Linked DNA regions of Mus musculus: regions 2, 3, 4 and 5 are each linked to region 1. The links are chromatin contacts, called in public ChIA-PET, HiChIP or PLAC-seq and promoter capture Hi-C maps. All regions are on one chromosome and are shown on one strand. Each heading gives the region's core, a stretch centred on a gene start, on an enhancer-like site or on the middle of the called end of the contact. The rest is flanking DNA. Distances are from core to core; before and after follow the strand shown. Region 1 holds the start of Ranbp3 (RAN binding protein 3). Region 2 holds the start of Mpnd (MPN domain containing). Region 3 holds the start of Vav1 (vav 1 oncogene). Region 4 holds the start of Plin5 (perilipin 5). Region 5 holds the start of Sema6b (sema domain, transmembrane domain (TM), and cytoplasmic domain, (semaphorin) 6B).

Region 1 (2,611 bases), core at 56-2,555:
CACCACTGGGTGTCAAGCATCAGGCTGACTGAGAAAGTGTTACATCCCAGAGTGCTCAGGGAGTCAGGGCCACGGGGCAAAAGGGGGTGTGGAAGCAATTAGTATATCAGTGCTCAACCTGTGGGTTGCCACCCCTTTGGCAAATGTCTAAATAGGAAATCCAGAAACATTTACATTACCATTCATAACAGTAGCAAAGCTAGTTATGAAGAAGTAACAAAAATAATTTTATGGTTGGGGTCACCACAATGAGGAACTATATTTAAGGGTCACGGCATTAAGAAGATTGAGAACCACTGAATTAGGAAATACAGATCAGGTGGCCAAGCCTAAATCAGGGGATGTAAGCTGCACTCCAAAGGACTCTGAAGACTGGTAGGAAGAGACGTGCAGGTTCTGCAACAACTGGGTAGTCCTACCATATTCAAACCCCTTAAATGGGATGTCGACTCCAGAGGGGAGGTTTCACGGTGTCAAAAATAAAAACGGGATGTGAAGAAGCAGTTAGGAGTTTCAAGATCAGATGGCCAGGCCTAAATGGGGGGCATCAAGTGCACCTCAAAGGACCTGGAGCCCTGTGGCGGGAATAGGGGCGCCCGGTCCGGGTTTAAGCAGACCTCGGGGTGTAAGCTACAGGTCGGGGTGGCCGAGCACCTTCGCGGGATGAAGGAGAGCCGGACCTGAGCCTGAGGCTATGCCGGGGAAGGAGGCCCAGGCCCCAGGCGAGGGAAGCGGGGAAGGGAGCGTGGCGGGCTGGGCCCGCGAGCAGGCTCGGAGGTCTCGCCCGCCTCGTTCGAGGCCGCGGAGCCGCGTCTCAAGGCCCGTTGGGCTCCCCGGGCGGCCTGCGAGGCCGGAAGGCGTGGGGTGGGGGTGGGGGGTGGGAGGCGGTCGCGGCGCGGCCGAGGAGCCTCGAGGTCGGGAGGAGGCAGAAGCCGGGGCTGCCGCGAGGAACCCGGCCGGGGACCAGACTCCACGGTAGGGGGGCCCGCTGGGTGCCCAGACCGGGTGAGGCCGAACTCCCACAACCTGAAGCGCTCGCCCTTCGACTCTGGGGCTCCCTTGACTTCCCGCCCCGCGCCCGCCTGCCGCCAGCTGGCCCCCGGCGGCGCCTCCCCTACCTTCGTTCGCCAGGTCCGCCATTTTACTTCCTTAAGCCCTCCCACAAGGCCCCGCGCCCGGCCCCCGGGCTCCGAGGGCTTTCTGCTGGGAGAGTTCTGCGCCTGCGCATCCCATAAGCCAGCGCCGGTGTGAGGAGGAGGGAAGCTCGCACCCGCTAGAGCTCCGGCCGCGCGCCTGCGCAGTAACGGCTCTCCGCCCGCCTCTTCCCGCCCGCAAAGGGAAGAGGGTGTGGCTAGCGTGGCACGCATGCGCACAGGCAGCGCCAGTTTGCTATTGGTCCTGAGCTCCTAGCATTGGCAGCATGTTAAGGAGGTGGGGGGGGGGGAGGAGGATGGCCGAGCCCCACGCATGCGCAGGAGAGACGTGCCGCTGCTTGCTGTCCTGACTGCCATCCCGCCACTTTCTCTGTTTGTTTCTCTGGCGTGAGCCTAGGTAGGCTTTTTAGCGATTCCGCGTACAGGAAGGAGTGGCCCATGTCCCTGAATCAGAAGCCAGGCCCTTTCACACAGCTTTCCTATGGCTATTTGGGGTGGTTGAGGAAGAGGCAAAGTCAGAGGTCACCCTAGATTTCAAACACAGGATGTCCTAATAAAACTAGACTCTTAACCTCTCTGGGCATTAGACTTGGCATTGGTGCGCACGCCTTTAATCCCAGCACTCAGGCAGACGCAAGAGGATCTCCGTTTGAGAGCAGCCTGGTCCAGGGCTACACAGACTATGTCTTGAAAACAAACAAACAATAAGTAATAAGAAAAGATGTATTTGTGTATGAGTGCTATGTGTGTGCAGTGCCTACAAAAGGCTAAAAAAGGAAAGGCTATCCTGGAACTGGACTGTGGGTGACCGGTCTAAGCCAACTATGTGGGTGCTAAGAACTCAGGCCAGGCGTGGTGGCGTACGCCTTTAATCCCAGCACTCGGGAGGCAGAGGCAGGCGGATTTCTGAGTTCGAGGGCAGTCTGGTCTACAGAGTGAGTTCCAGGACAGCCAGGGCTATACAGAGAAACCCTGTCTGGAAAAAAGAAAGAAAGAGAGAGAGAGAGAGAGAGAGAGAGAGAGAGAGAGAGAGAGAGAGAGAGAGAGAAGAAGAAGAAGAAGAAGAAGTAAGGAAGAAAGAAAGGAAGGGAGAATGGAAAACCAAACCTATATTCACCTTTGCATACTGACAAGACACCTGAAAGCAGCTACTACGTATTTTAAATCTGGGTATACTCCTATAGATCTGTGAGATAGGGAGACACTGTCACAGTGTAGTCCAGTCTGGTCTTGAACTCAAAATTCTCCTGCCTCATCTTCCCAAGTGCTGGGGCCACAGATATAGAACTCACTCTTGCCGGGCGTGGTGGCACATGCCTTTAATCCCAGCACTTGGGAGGCAGAGGCAGGCAGATCTCTGAGTTCGAGGCCAGCCTGGTCTACAGAGTGAGTTCCAGGACAGCCAGGGCTACACAGAGAAACCCTGTCTCGAAAAAAAAAAAAAAAAAAAAAGAGCT
Region 2 (2,611 bases), core at 30-2,529, 660 kb after region 1:
TGCCGGCGAAGCCAGGCGGCCTTGTATTTGTCCAGCTTCTGGCCCTTGTACTTGACAGAGGCCCAGCCACAGCCAGATTTCTTGGCTGGGTTGACGAGCTTCTTGCAGTGTGTGGCCCAGGCGCTGGGTGAGTTGAAGACTTGTCCAGTTTCCTGCCACACGATCCTGCCATCCAGCTGCAGGTCCCCAGTAAACTTCCTGCCCTGCAGCGACAGAGGGGGCTGAAACACTTCAGTCCTAGTGATTCCTAACTCCTTTCTCCCTGAGGCTTGGCGTCCTTGTTCTTCTAAGGCTCCCAAGAGGTACTGTCACAGGAACTCCATCTTTCACACCAGTACTCCTGGCACTCCACACCCAGATGCACAACTTTAAAATTAAGTAATGGCAGCCAGAGCAGGCATAACGGCCCAGGCCTGTCAGCCCAACTACTGGGGAAGCTGAGGCAGGAAGCACACAACTTCAGAACCTGCTTGGAATACTTAATAAGACTGTTCTCAGAGGTAGAACTCCTGCCTAAAATTCCCAAGTGAGGGGTTGGTTGGGTGCAAGGTCAGGAATTGACCCCCTGCTTAGAATCCCGCAGTGAGGGGGCTGGGGGCATAGTCAGGGGTAAAGCTCCCTTCCATTCTTGGTATCACAAAGAGTTTTTTGGGCGATCATTTTAAATAACAGTACACAGTTTTGAAGCCATCATCTTCATAGAGAGCCTGGGAAGGAAGGCCTCATTTTACAGATGGGGAAGCCGCAATCACACAGATTGGTTGCCCGCGGACACACCCAGATGGCAGTGGTTATAGCTATGTGGCATTGTGATTAACACGGTTCCTCTGGGCTTCAGTTTCTCTTTATACGCTAGCAGTGGAGGACATGAACGGTCTCCGGGGGTCGCTCACCAGGTAGTAGATGGATAGCACCCCCTCACCGGGCTCCAGCAGCTCGTCTTTGAGCAGCACCCGAAGCGTGACCGCGCGCCTCGTGAGCGCGCCCCCTAGGGCCATCCCAGGCCCTGCCGTGCCGCCTCCGCTGCCACCGAGGCTGCCGCTGCGCCCTCCGCTACCCGTCCCGCGCTCGGGGTCCTCGGCCTCCGCGTCGTCCTCATCCTCCTCCGGCGCCTCCTCGGCCGTGGCCCCGGGAGACAGAGACTCGGGAGCTGCAGCGAAATAGCAACTGGCTGCAGAGGTCGCGTCCCGCTGCCCCGTCCCCGCCTGCGCGGACCATCCTACCTGCCATGGACGCTGTGTCCCGGCACAGCCTCCTCCGAGTGAACGGGCTCCTCCCCGCGCGGGGACACAGCAGTCTATTGGTTACTGAAAATGGGTGGGGAGGTTTGGCCCGCCGGGGGCGGAGGGGATACGGAGCGGTTGGGTTGTGCTTGCACTGGAGTTGGAGCGATCCGGTGCAATTTGGCGAAACTAAAGCTGGAGGTTGGGGGAGACCTGGAGAAGGAAACAGGCCCAGGACCTTCTCATTCAGGGACTAGAGATACCATACTCGAGGCCACCAGCTACTAGGTTGCAACTTTGATCCCTGAGCAGGAGTGGCTCAGCTTTCAGGAAAGAGATGGAAACCTTAGGTCTTGGGCCTGCCCACGCGCAGTTAAAGAAATGAGGGAAGACCTTGGGACACAAGGGAAACTGAAGCAGATGGTGAACTAGAGGGAAAAACAGACTCAGGACGCCGCCCCCCATCCCCTGCTCTCAGGGGGACTATACTCCCTTAGTGGGGCTGCATCCTGGAGCTCATGATTCCCTCAGCCTACAGCAGCGATGAAGGAAGCTGCTAGTGAGGCTAGTGCGCTAGCTAAAGGCAGAGCCCTTGATGGTTGGGAGCAGGGAAGAAACAGGTTTGTAAGAAATGTAGAGCCGCTTTAGGAAAGCAGCTGCGCGTTATAGCTGGATCGAAAGGTCTGAGCCTGGCCAGCTTTAGCCTTTCTAGGGTTAACTCAGCCCAATGGCAGTTCTCATCAGCCAATCACCAGGTGCCTCCAGCATCCAATCAGCGACAAGGGATGGTTCCCACTCAGCCAATCGGCGTTCACGTGTAATCAGCGAGCGGGAAGGGGCGGTGTTACTAGGCGCCCAAGGCCCTGGGCCTTTGTTCTCATCCTGATTTGTCCTTCATCACAGATTACCCCAACCCAGGGAGGTCTGAAAATCCGGGTGGCCTCAAACTGGGGAAAGAGGCAGGATGCTCTGGAAAGGTCTGAGTAATGAGAATCATTCTTTTTTTTTTTTAAGATTTGTTTATTTATTTATTATATGTAAGTACACTGTAGCTGTCCTCAGACACTCCAGAAGAGGGAGTCAGATCTCGTTATGGATGGTTGTGAGCCACCATGTGGTTGCTGGGATTTGAACTCCTGACCTTCGGAAGAACAGTCGGGTGCTCTTACCCACTGAGCCATCTCACCAGTCCGAGAACCACTCTTCCCTTAGCCCAGGCCACCAGACTTTGGGCTCCATAGTTTACCGCTTCCAAGTCCCGGCACAATATGCAGGTCTAACCATCTTGTAAACAGGCAAAGCCTTGAGAGAGGCTCCAAGTTCTGCTCACTGGACGTTTTCATCCTGTTTATCTTCCACCTCGATCCAAAAGGGACTTTTCTATGATG
Region 3 (2,611 bases), core at 69-2,568, 610 kb before region 1:
CAGCAGGCCATTCTTAAAGTAACTCCCGTCTTCAACTCCATGGGACCCCTCGCATGAAGGGAAGAAACTAGGCTCTGACCCCGTTGCTCATCATTTCTAGGGACAGCCTCCTGGGACTTGGAAAAACAGGCTGTACAGGACTGGCAGACTGAGAGCAAGAGGACAGACAGACAGACAGATGCCCCCTACACCAAGGATGTGTCCTTCAGACCCCATGGCAAGGCCATGTTCCCTTAGATACAACTCATGTCCCTCACACCCCACGGTAAGGCTGTGGATCCCTTTGACTTGAACCTATACCTTTCATTTCTAGGGCTATCAGCCCTCCCCCCGAAACCCAGCATCCCTGGGGAAGCAGAGAAAAGAGTACAAAGCCACCAGTCACCTTTCACCACCACCCCAGCCACATTCAAATAAGGATTTGAATACATTTTCTAGGCTCACCGGGGCATAGTCTGACCATGCCTCCACTTGAAACACGGAGAGTGCACAGATGTCAAACTCAGGGACACCCAGGGCCTTGTTAGGACCCTAGGCCTGGGCCCTGCACTTCAATGGGCCCTTCCCGAAATAGGTAGAGTTGGGATGCCACAGGGTCTCGCATTGCAGCCCCCAACACTCCACGCCACACAGCACAAAGCCCTGGCAGGAAATGGAGGTGAAGGAAGATGTGAGGAGGAGGGGGGCAGAAGAGGTGGAAGAGGAGGAGCCACCGGTGGGGGAGAAACTGAAGGCCTCTCTCTCTTGAATCTGGTTCTCCAACCTCATGCACCCTCTTGGCTAACTACGAGGCAACAAGATACCTCTTAGGACCCCTTTAAATGGATCTCAACAGAGTCAGCTGGGGGCGGGGCGGGATAGGGAGATTTCCCCCTAAATTTGCTGGGACAGCTGCAAGCCAACCAAGAGTGTACAAACCCACCCAGAGCTCCGTTCTGCTCGACACCTCTCCATAGCCAGAGCCGGGCCTACCAGCCTTTATCCAGTCGGGCCCTAGCATCACCCAGCAGACTCACCTGGGACATCTGGGGCCGCAAGTTAACCTCGCGAAGATTAATGGCCTGGGGAAGCAGGTTGTTAAGCAATTGGCACAAGAGGACACCGTCCCGCAGTGCCTGTGCCAGCTCACACACCTGGGCCCCCTCCCAGGTCACACGGTGGCTGGGAGGCAGCACCCGACACTGGATCAGCCAGTGGGTGCACTGTCGCCAGAGCTCCATGGTGGCTGCCGGCCTCTCACTTGGCCCCTCGGGGAGGCCCCGTGCACCCTCGTTCCTTCACCACCGCCGCCGCCTGCCCCAGTGGGGACAACTACAACACCACTTCCTCTTCTGTGACTGTAACTGTCGCCCCGGGGTGGGGGTGGGGAGGAGCTGTGGGGCGGAGGGGGAGCAGCATCTGCAGTTACGCCCTCACAGCTTCCACTCACTGGTGTGACCTCGTCTTTCTCCACCTACACTGAGCAGACCTGGGCACCTGCTGAACTAAGGTGCCACTATCTCATCCAGCCGTAGGCACCTAGGCTGTCACCTCCTGTCTCCTCCTGGTCCCCAGTCTACGGCCCTGATCTCTCACAGCCTTTTGCCCCTGCAGCAGCCAAAAGGGACCACTGAACACTGAGTCAAGTCTCAACCATTCTTCCACCACCCATAACCCTCCTGGTTCAACCTTGCTTTGGGGCCAAAACTCATGTCTTTCCTGCACCCCACAAGGCCCTGTTCACCCTGCCCCAACCCCTGCCAGCCTCTTCTCCTCTCTCTGTTCTTCACTCCCTGACCTCCATCCTGCCCCAGGGCCTTTGCACTTGTGCCCACCACCTGACAGAAGACACTAATTCACTCCATCACTTCTTACATGTTACTTTTTGATTACTGAGTGCTCAGCCATAGATGGGACATCTATACCACCACCAGCCCGAGGCTCAAGGGAGAAGGAACAGAAAGTCGGTAAGAGTCGGGGGCGGGGGATGTGAAATGCTATCTCCAGGGCATACCCATGGCCACTACGCTCATGAACTCCGTGCAGTTATGGTGGCAGCACAAGACAAAGCCAGGAGGGAGCCAACATGCCCACAGGCAGCAGTAATGGATGCAAAGGGTTACAAAAGAGCAAGAAAGTGGGGATAAGGTAAAGAGAGTCCACTCTCATTCGGAGTCAGAGGGGAGTTGAGGGTGGGTAGGACGAAGATAGGTTGTTAACATGTAGGAAACTGCCAACAAATAGAACTATAATAAACATTAGAAAATATATTCTACTTTGAAAGCCATTTCACTTTTATTACATATATATATGTGTGTGTGTGTATATATATACATATGTATGTGTGTATGTGTGAAGGTACATGTGGGGCACAGTACATGTGTGGAGGTCAAAGGTTAACATGGGGGAGTAGGTCCTCTTTTTTTTTTTTTTAAAGATTTATTTATTTATTTATTTATTATATGTAAGTACATTGTAGCTGTCTTCAGACACTTCAGAAGAGGGGGTCAGATCTTGTTACGGATGGTTGTGAGCCACCATGTGGTTGCTGGGATTTGAACTCTGGACCTTCGGAAGAGCAGTCAGGTGCTCTAACCCACTGAGCCATCTCACCAGCCCAAGGGAGTAGGTC
Region 4 (2,611 bases), core at 56-2,555, 560 kb after region 1:
AGCATCCACATGATAGCTCAAGGTCACATGTTACTCCAGTCACAGGGGGTCTGTCAACTTTACTGGCCTCTGTGGGGATCAGGCATCTGTGGATCATGACAGATGGAACATATCAACAAAACACCAGGACACATAGACGTAATAATAATAATAACAAAGGAAGTGGGCCTCAGAAGGCAGTCAGCCGAGCACCCACAGATCTGGGTTCACGCCCAGCACCACATAAACATGTGTGGTGTGGCACATCTGTTGTCTTAGCCACTGGGTGGTGCGTTCAAGGTCATCCTTGGCTATGTGGTTACTTTGAGGCTATCCTGGGCTATATAGTGAGTTCTGGTCAAGTCTTGACTACAGAGAGAGAGTCTGAATCAAACAAAACAAACGGAAAAGACTGAAGAATGAGAAAGTCGCCGGGCGTGGTGGCTCATGCCTTTAATCCCAGCACTTGGGAGGCAGAGGCAAGGTGGATTTCTGAGTTCGAGGCCAACCTGATCTACAAAATGAGTTCCAGGATAGCCAGAGAAAACCTGTCACAAAAAACAAAACAAAACAAAACAAAAAAAAAACAACAAAAGAAGAAGGAGGAGGAGGAGGAGAAAAAAGGAGGAGGAGAAAAAAGAGGAGAAGGAGAAGGAGAAGGAGAAGGAGAAGGAGAAGGAGAAGGAGAAAGAAGAAGAAAAGTCCTCAGTCGCCGGGCGGATTTCTGAGTTCGAGGCCAGCCTGTTCGGTCTACAGAGTGAGTTCCAGGACAGCCAGAGCGATACAGAGAAACCCTGTCTCGAAAAAACCAACCAACCAACCAACCAAAAACCAACCAACCAACCAACCAACCAATCAAACAAACAAACAACAACAACAAAAAGAAAGTCCTCAGTCCTAGTCTGAGGTCAGCCATGGTGACTGGACCAGGATTCAGCGTCCCTGAGCCGCTATGGCAACCATGGCGCCTGTGGGGGGCGGGGAAGCTCCAGATCCACCCCCGGCGGCGCCTCATTGGCTCGCGTGCGGAGGCCCCACCCAGACCTGCTATAAGGACGGAGGGCTGACTCAGGTGGGAGCGCCGGGGGGCGGATACACGCGGGATCTGAGCTCTGCACCCAGGTGAGGGCGCAGGCGAGGGTAGAGGGTGGGGTAGGGATGGCCCTGACCCAAACTCGGCAGGGTGGAAGTGGCGGGGGTGAATGCGAGGAGCCACAGGCACAGCAGGTGGCAGGACCCTTGGCCCAGTGGGCCCGGGCCCAGGACCCAGTTGGGCGGGGCCCAGGCGCAGAGGACAGTGGGACGGCCATGGTGGGGATACATAGGGCATGAGCCCTGAGGTCAGCGTCCCTGTCACCGTGGACAGCTGAGGGTGACCTCGGAGCTCCACGTGCAATCTTTGCCTCAACTTTCCTGCCCGTCAAAGGGATCTGATTCTCTGACCGCTGCCCCCACCTCTGCAACGGGGGCTGGTGTGCGGGTCTGTCCCTACTGGAAATGGACCAGAGAGGTGAAGACACCACCCTAGCGCCACACAGCAGGTAATGACATTTGAACTCATCCTCGTCCCACCAGGGCCCACGCCTGTCCTCCCACAAAGTCATAGATTTTTCATTGTATACCTTCTGTGTGTTGGGCCTTGTACATGCCTTGCTGATGGACCCCAGAATACTCCACAGGGCTGACTCTCAGGGTTTCCCTCTCTTTCTGTGTCTTACCCCCCCCTCCCCCCAGAATGTCCGGTGATCAGACAGCTCAGGACCCTGGATCCAGCCTGGGAGAACTGGACCAGCAGGTAAAGAAGGACGACAGCAGGGGGCTGGGGGGTTCGTGGCTGGGTCCCTGCCCGACCAAGGTCCAGTCCCTTCTCATAGCTCCAGGTGTCACCTATTGTAGTCACTACAGTGATAGCATCAAACTTAGGGTACAATTACACCTGTGGGGAAACTAAGGCCCCAAGCAGTCAGGTCTTTCTCCAGACCTGTGTGCAGGTCACCCAAACAGCCCCCCTTCCCGCCCTGGCCTCATCTGTAGGTCCAGAAGTTGCCCTGTTGCTGTGTGTGTGCTGCATGCTGCAGCCTTTGGTAGGCGACCTGCTTTGTGTCCCCCAGCCTAGCACAATGAAGGGAATCGGGGTATGGCTGTGCCCTGATGTAACTGTTCTCTGCAGAATGTGGTGAATCGAGTGGTGGCTTTGCCCCTGGTCAAGGCCACGTGCACTGCCGTGTCCAGTGCTTACAACTCGGCCAAGGACAGGCACCCGCTGCTGGGCTCCGCCTGCCGCCTTGCTGAGCACTGTGTGTGTAGTGTGACTACCTGTGCCCTGGACCACGCACAGCCACTGCTGGAGCACCTGCAGCCCCAGTGTGAGTCTAAGTCCCTACCATAGTCCCTACCACCTTGGTCTGTAGTCAGTCTCTGCTATCTTCAGAACCAGGTGTCCCTCCCAGGCCCATTCACAAATGCTTCCCCACACCTCTCTTTTTAAAAAATTTCTGAGTTAGGGTTTTGCTCTGTAGCCCAGATTGGCCTGAAATGCTCAGCAATCCTCCTGCCTCAGCCTTCTGAGTGCTGGGATGATGCACCACCACACGGTTTATGCTGTGCTGGGATCGACTCCACACGTAGTGAG
Region 5 (2,611 bases), core at 72-2,571, 530 kb after region 1:
GCTGGAGCCGGCTGGGGGAGGGCGACTTGACCTCCAGGCCGGTCTGTGAAAGAGGCGTCATTCATGACCATGGGGCCTTTGTTCAGACAGGTCTCCCTGGGGACAGGCCATCCCTGCACCCCCACTCTGCCTTGCACTCCCTGCCAAATCCACCCGTGAGCCTTCAGGGGCCCGGTGTCCCCCCTCCCCCTCTGCCACCCCCAGCAGCCACTGAGCCCTCTGCACCTTGACTTTTGCAGCCACTGGTCACCTTGGCAGCCACCCTCCCATTCCCCCCGACGCCCCCCTGGGCCGAAAAACATTGTTAGAGCTGCGCTCAATAAATGTTTGCCGGACAAATTGGTTCATAGGCCAAGCAGAGTAGGCTGAGAACTGGCTTCATCTTCTGCCTCAGTTTCTCCACAGAAGCTGTGTCTGGCTGATATGCGGCAAAGCTGATGGGCCACAGTGAGGTCTCAGCCTGTCGCCACAGTGGTGACACCAAGGAGTCTGCTCCAGCCCCTCAGGGTGTGCACAGGTCAGAGTTAAAATCCTGACACCCACAGATTTGGCTGTCCCGGGCAGCTCACAGTCCCAACCTTTGGTTGAGTGTCCTCAGCTGGATGGGCTTCAGGGCGACCCTGTGAGCAGGATTCAACTCCACACACAATTACAAAAGCAGTTGTGTGGTGCTTACTGTATACTGGAGGTGCCATCAGTATACTTACTGTATTCTGAGGCAATGCCTAGCCCAATCGGAAAGAGGTTTTCATTCAGCGTCATGGCTGGGATGAGGAGGGGCTTTGGACAGAGGGAAACTGAGGCATGGAAAGAGATATCTTGCTGTCCCAATGTCCCTCAGAAAGTGAGTGTTGGCGGCGTGCTGGGGCAGGCCTTTAGCCTAGACTCCCCAGGAGAGTCTGTCTTAGTCAATCAATCATTATAAATAAAAAATGAGACCTTGGTGGTTTGACTCAATGATGTCATGAGCCACCAGGACCGTGGGACCACGTCCATGAGGTTCCTGTGTGTGGGTGACTGGTCAGATGAATTGGGAATTCACTAGAATATACCAGAAAACATCTATGGAGTGCCTACGGTATACTGGAGATGCCCAGAGTCAGAACAGCGCCCAGCTCAGTGCGGGAGTCGGTGGTCTTCAGAACCACCCCAGTAGAGAGAAGTGGGAGGCAGAGAAAGGGAAACTGAGGCCAAGGATGGTGGAGGCGCCCCCTCCCGTCCGTGCTCCGCTCCTTGGTGGTCTGCTCCGGGTTTTGCGAAGCTCCGAGCTCGGGCGCTGGGGGCGGAGGTGGCGGAGCTGCGAGTCGCAGCGGCGGCGGCAGAGATGCGGCCCCGGCCGGGACACCGCGCTGCGCCCCCGCGGGAGCCGCCCGCGCGTGGGAGCCCGGGCTGAGACGCTGCGGGGCCGGGGCCGGGGCCGAGCCGAGCAGGTGCTCGGCCTGCGCTGGAGGTGAGTGCAGGGACGGACGCGGGGACGCACCTTGGACAGATGCACGGGGGACAGATGCGGCGACGGACGCAGGGACGGACGCAGGGACAGACGCAGGGACAGATGCAGGGACAGATGCAGTGGGCATGCACGCACCAGGCGCGCACAGGGCGCGGGCGCCTCGTGCAGCGGCACTGGCTTGGGGGGCCCCCCGCGTGCGGTCGCAGCTCCAGCGCCCTGGGCGGGGCTAACGGGCTGCGCAGCGGGCGGGGATTGCAGCCAAGGCCCCGGCTCATCGCGCCGGGGCACTGACAGTGGCTTCGAATTATTGGGGTGACGGCCTACTGATGGGGGCGGGGGAGGGGGCGGGACACATAGCCGCGACCTTTCGTGGGTCCCCACGCGGCCCTGTGCACCAGCTGTCCCCAAGCTCTTGGGTACCGGCTGGTCTTCGCCGGCCGCGCAACTGACATGGGGGGGGGGCAGTCCGCGGCCAACGCCCCCGCTGCAGCACAGCCCTAAGCTGGGCTGCCAGCCCCCCCCCCCAAAGCCTGACAATGGGACAAAGGAGCGTCTCTGGCAGCCGCGCGGGGTGGGTGCCACCGTGGCCCCCCTGGCCGACCGCGGTGCTGATTGGTCCCTGGAGCGGGGGTCACGTGCCCCATTCTGCTCTCCACTGCCGACTTTGGGGCGCCTCCCCAGGGCTGCTGCCAGGCCGAACCCCCCACCTTGGCCTCAGATGGTGAATTCTAGGCCTACAACAGCCCTGAGGTCGGGAGGGACTCCTGGGTCCCAGGTCCTCTCTGCCTGGTCTCTGTCACTGAACCCCCAACCCCCGCCGCCTAAGGTCGGTGTCACTCTCATCTGAGGTTCCCAGGTCTCTGTCACCTGCCTGAGGTCTGTGTTGCTCCCCATCTGAGGTCTGTGTTGCTCTCCAGGTCTCCGGGACCCTGGCAGGTCTGTGTCACACTGCCTGACGTCTGTGTCACCCCCAACTTCTTATTTTTTACCTGCTCGATGCCCCAATCCCAAACTGAATGTGATGGAGTTGGGAACCCCAATATTGCAGGCCAACAAGCTTTGGGTGGAGGAGGGTGGCCCTGGGGACAGAATGGCTGGAGGGACTTGCCAGAGCGCCTCTGCCTGGTTACAACGTGCCTTTCTTTCTCTGTATCTTGGACT

What was found. Promoter capture Hi-C pulls out the DNA fragments that hold promoters and counts their contacts. ChIA-PET counts read pairs in DNA pulled down with a chosen protein or histone mark. HiChIP or PLAC-seq counts read pairs in DNA pulled down with a chosen protein or histone mark.
Region 2: a contact with region 1 is called in an RNA polymerase II ChIA-PET map of memory CD8 T cells, with 14 read pairs. The contact joins the promoter of Mpnd here to the promoter of Ranbp3 in region 1. A contact is called at or near these places in 4 of 115 datasets of contacts at active chromatin or transcription factors (bone marrow-derived macrophages, embryonic forebrain, memory CD8 T cells and 1 more) and 2 of 9 other capture datasets (adipose tissue and liver).
Region 3: a contact with region 1 is called in an RNA polymerase II ChIA-PET map of memory CD8 T cells, with 30 read pairs. The contact joins the promoter of Vav1 here to the promoter of Ranbp3 in region 1. A contact is called at or near these places in 3 of 115 datasets of contacts at active chromatin or transcription factors (bone marrow-derived macrophages, memory CD8 T cells and pancreatic cancer cells).
Region 4: an H3K4me3 HiChIP or PLAC-seq map of pro-B cells shows a contact between it and region 1, with 7 times the contacts expected there. The contact joins the promoter of Plin5 here to the promoter of Ranbp3 in region 1. A contact is called at or near these places in 15 of 39 promoter capture datasets (the 3T3-L1 cell line, the C10 cell line, the HPC-7 cell line and 10 more), 10 of 484 Hi-C or Micro-C datasets (CD8 T cells, the G1E-ER4 cell line, cortical neurons and 5 more), 12 of 115 datasets of contacts at active chromatin or transcription factors (astrocytes, bone marrow-derived macrophages, cardiomyocytes and 8 more) and 3 of 9 other capture datasets (adipose tissue, embryonic stem cells and liver).
Region 5: a contact with region 1 is called in a promoter capture Hi-C map of pre-B cells. The contact joins the promoter of Sema6b here to the promoter of Ranbp3 in region 1. A contact is called at or near these places in 15 of 39 promoter capture datasets (the 3T3-L1 cell line, 3T3-L1-derived adipocytes, the C10 cell line and 10 more), 2 of 15 datasets of contacts at CTCF or cohesin (embryonic stem cells and pro-B cells), 23 of 484 Hi-C or Micro-C datasets (B cells, the Ba/F3 cell line, CD4 T cells and 10 more), 13 of 115 datasets of contacts at active chromatin or transcription factors (astrocytes, bone marrow-derived macrophages, cardiomyocytes and 10 more) and 4 of 9 other capture datasets (adipose tissue, embryonic stem cells, liver and 1 more).

What each region holds. Positions count from the first base shown.
Region 1 is chr17:56,671,919-56,674,529 of GRCm38.p6, reverse strand. Ranbp3 (RAN binding protein 3) reads right to left here and starts at 1,305. Exons shown (of 17, transcript NM_001252466.1): 1 at 1,119-1,305. The coding sequence starts at 1,140.
Region 2 is chr17:56,007,869-56,010,479 of GRCm38.p6, reverse strand. Mpnd (MPN domain containing) reads right to left here and starts at 1,279. Exons shown (of 13, transcript NM_026530.5): 1 at 1,224-1,279; 2 at 894-1,150; 3 at 1-203. The coding sequence starts at 1,230. Stap2 (signal transducing adaptor family member 2) reads left to right here and starts at 2,344. Exons shown (of 14, transcript NM_145934.3): 1 at 2,344-2,611.
Region 3 is chr17:57,277,807-57,280,417 of GRCm38.p6, reverse strand. It overlaps Vav1 (vav 1 oncogene), which reads right to left and starts at 1,318. Exons shown (of 27, transcript NM_011691.4): 1 at 1,017-1,318. The coding sequence starts at 1,220.
Region 4 is chr17:56,115,992-56,118,602 of GRCm38.p6, reverse strand. Plin5 (perilipin 5) reads left to right here and starts at 1,305. Exons shown (of 8, transcript NM_001077348.1): 1 at 1,305-1,520; 2 at 1,714-1,774; 3 at 2,150-2,345. The coding sequence starts at 1,477.
Region 5 is chr17:56,139,053-56,141,663 of GRCm38.p6, reverse strand. Sema6b (sema domain, transmembrane domain (TM), and cytoplasmic domain, (semaphorin) 6B) reads left to right here and starts at 1,321. Exons shown (of 17, transcript NM_001130456.1): 1 at 1,321-1,450.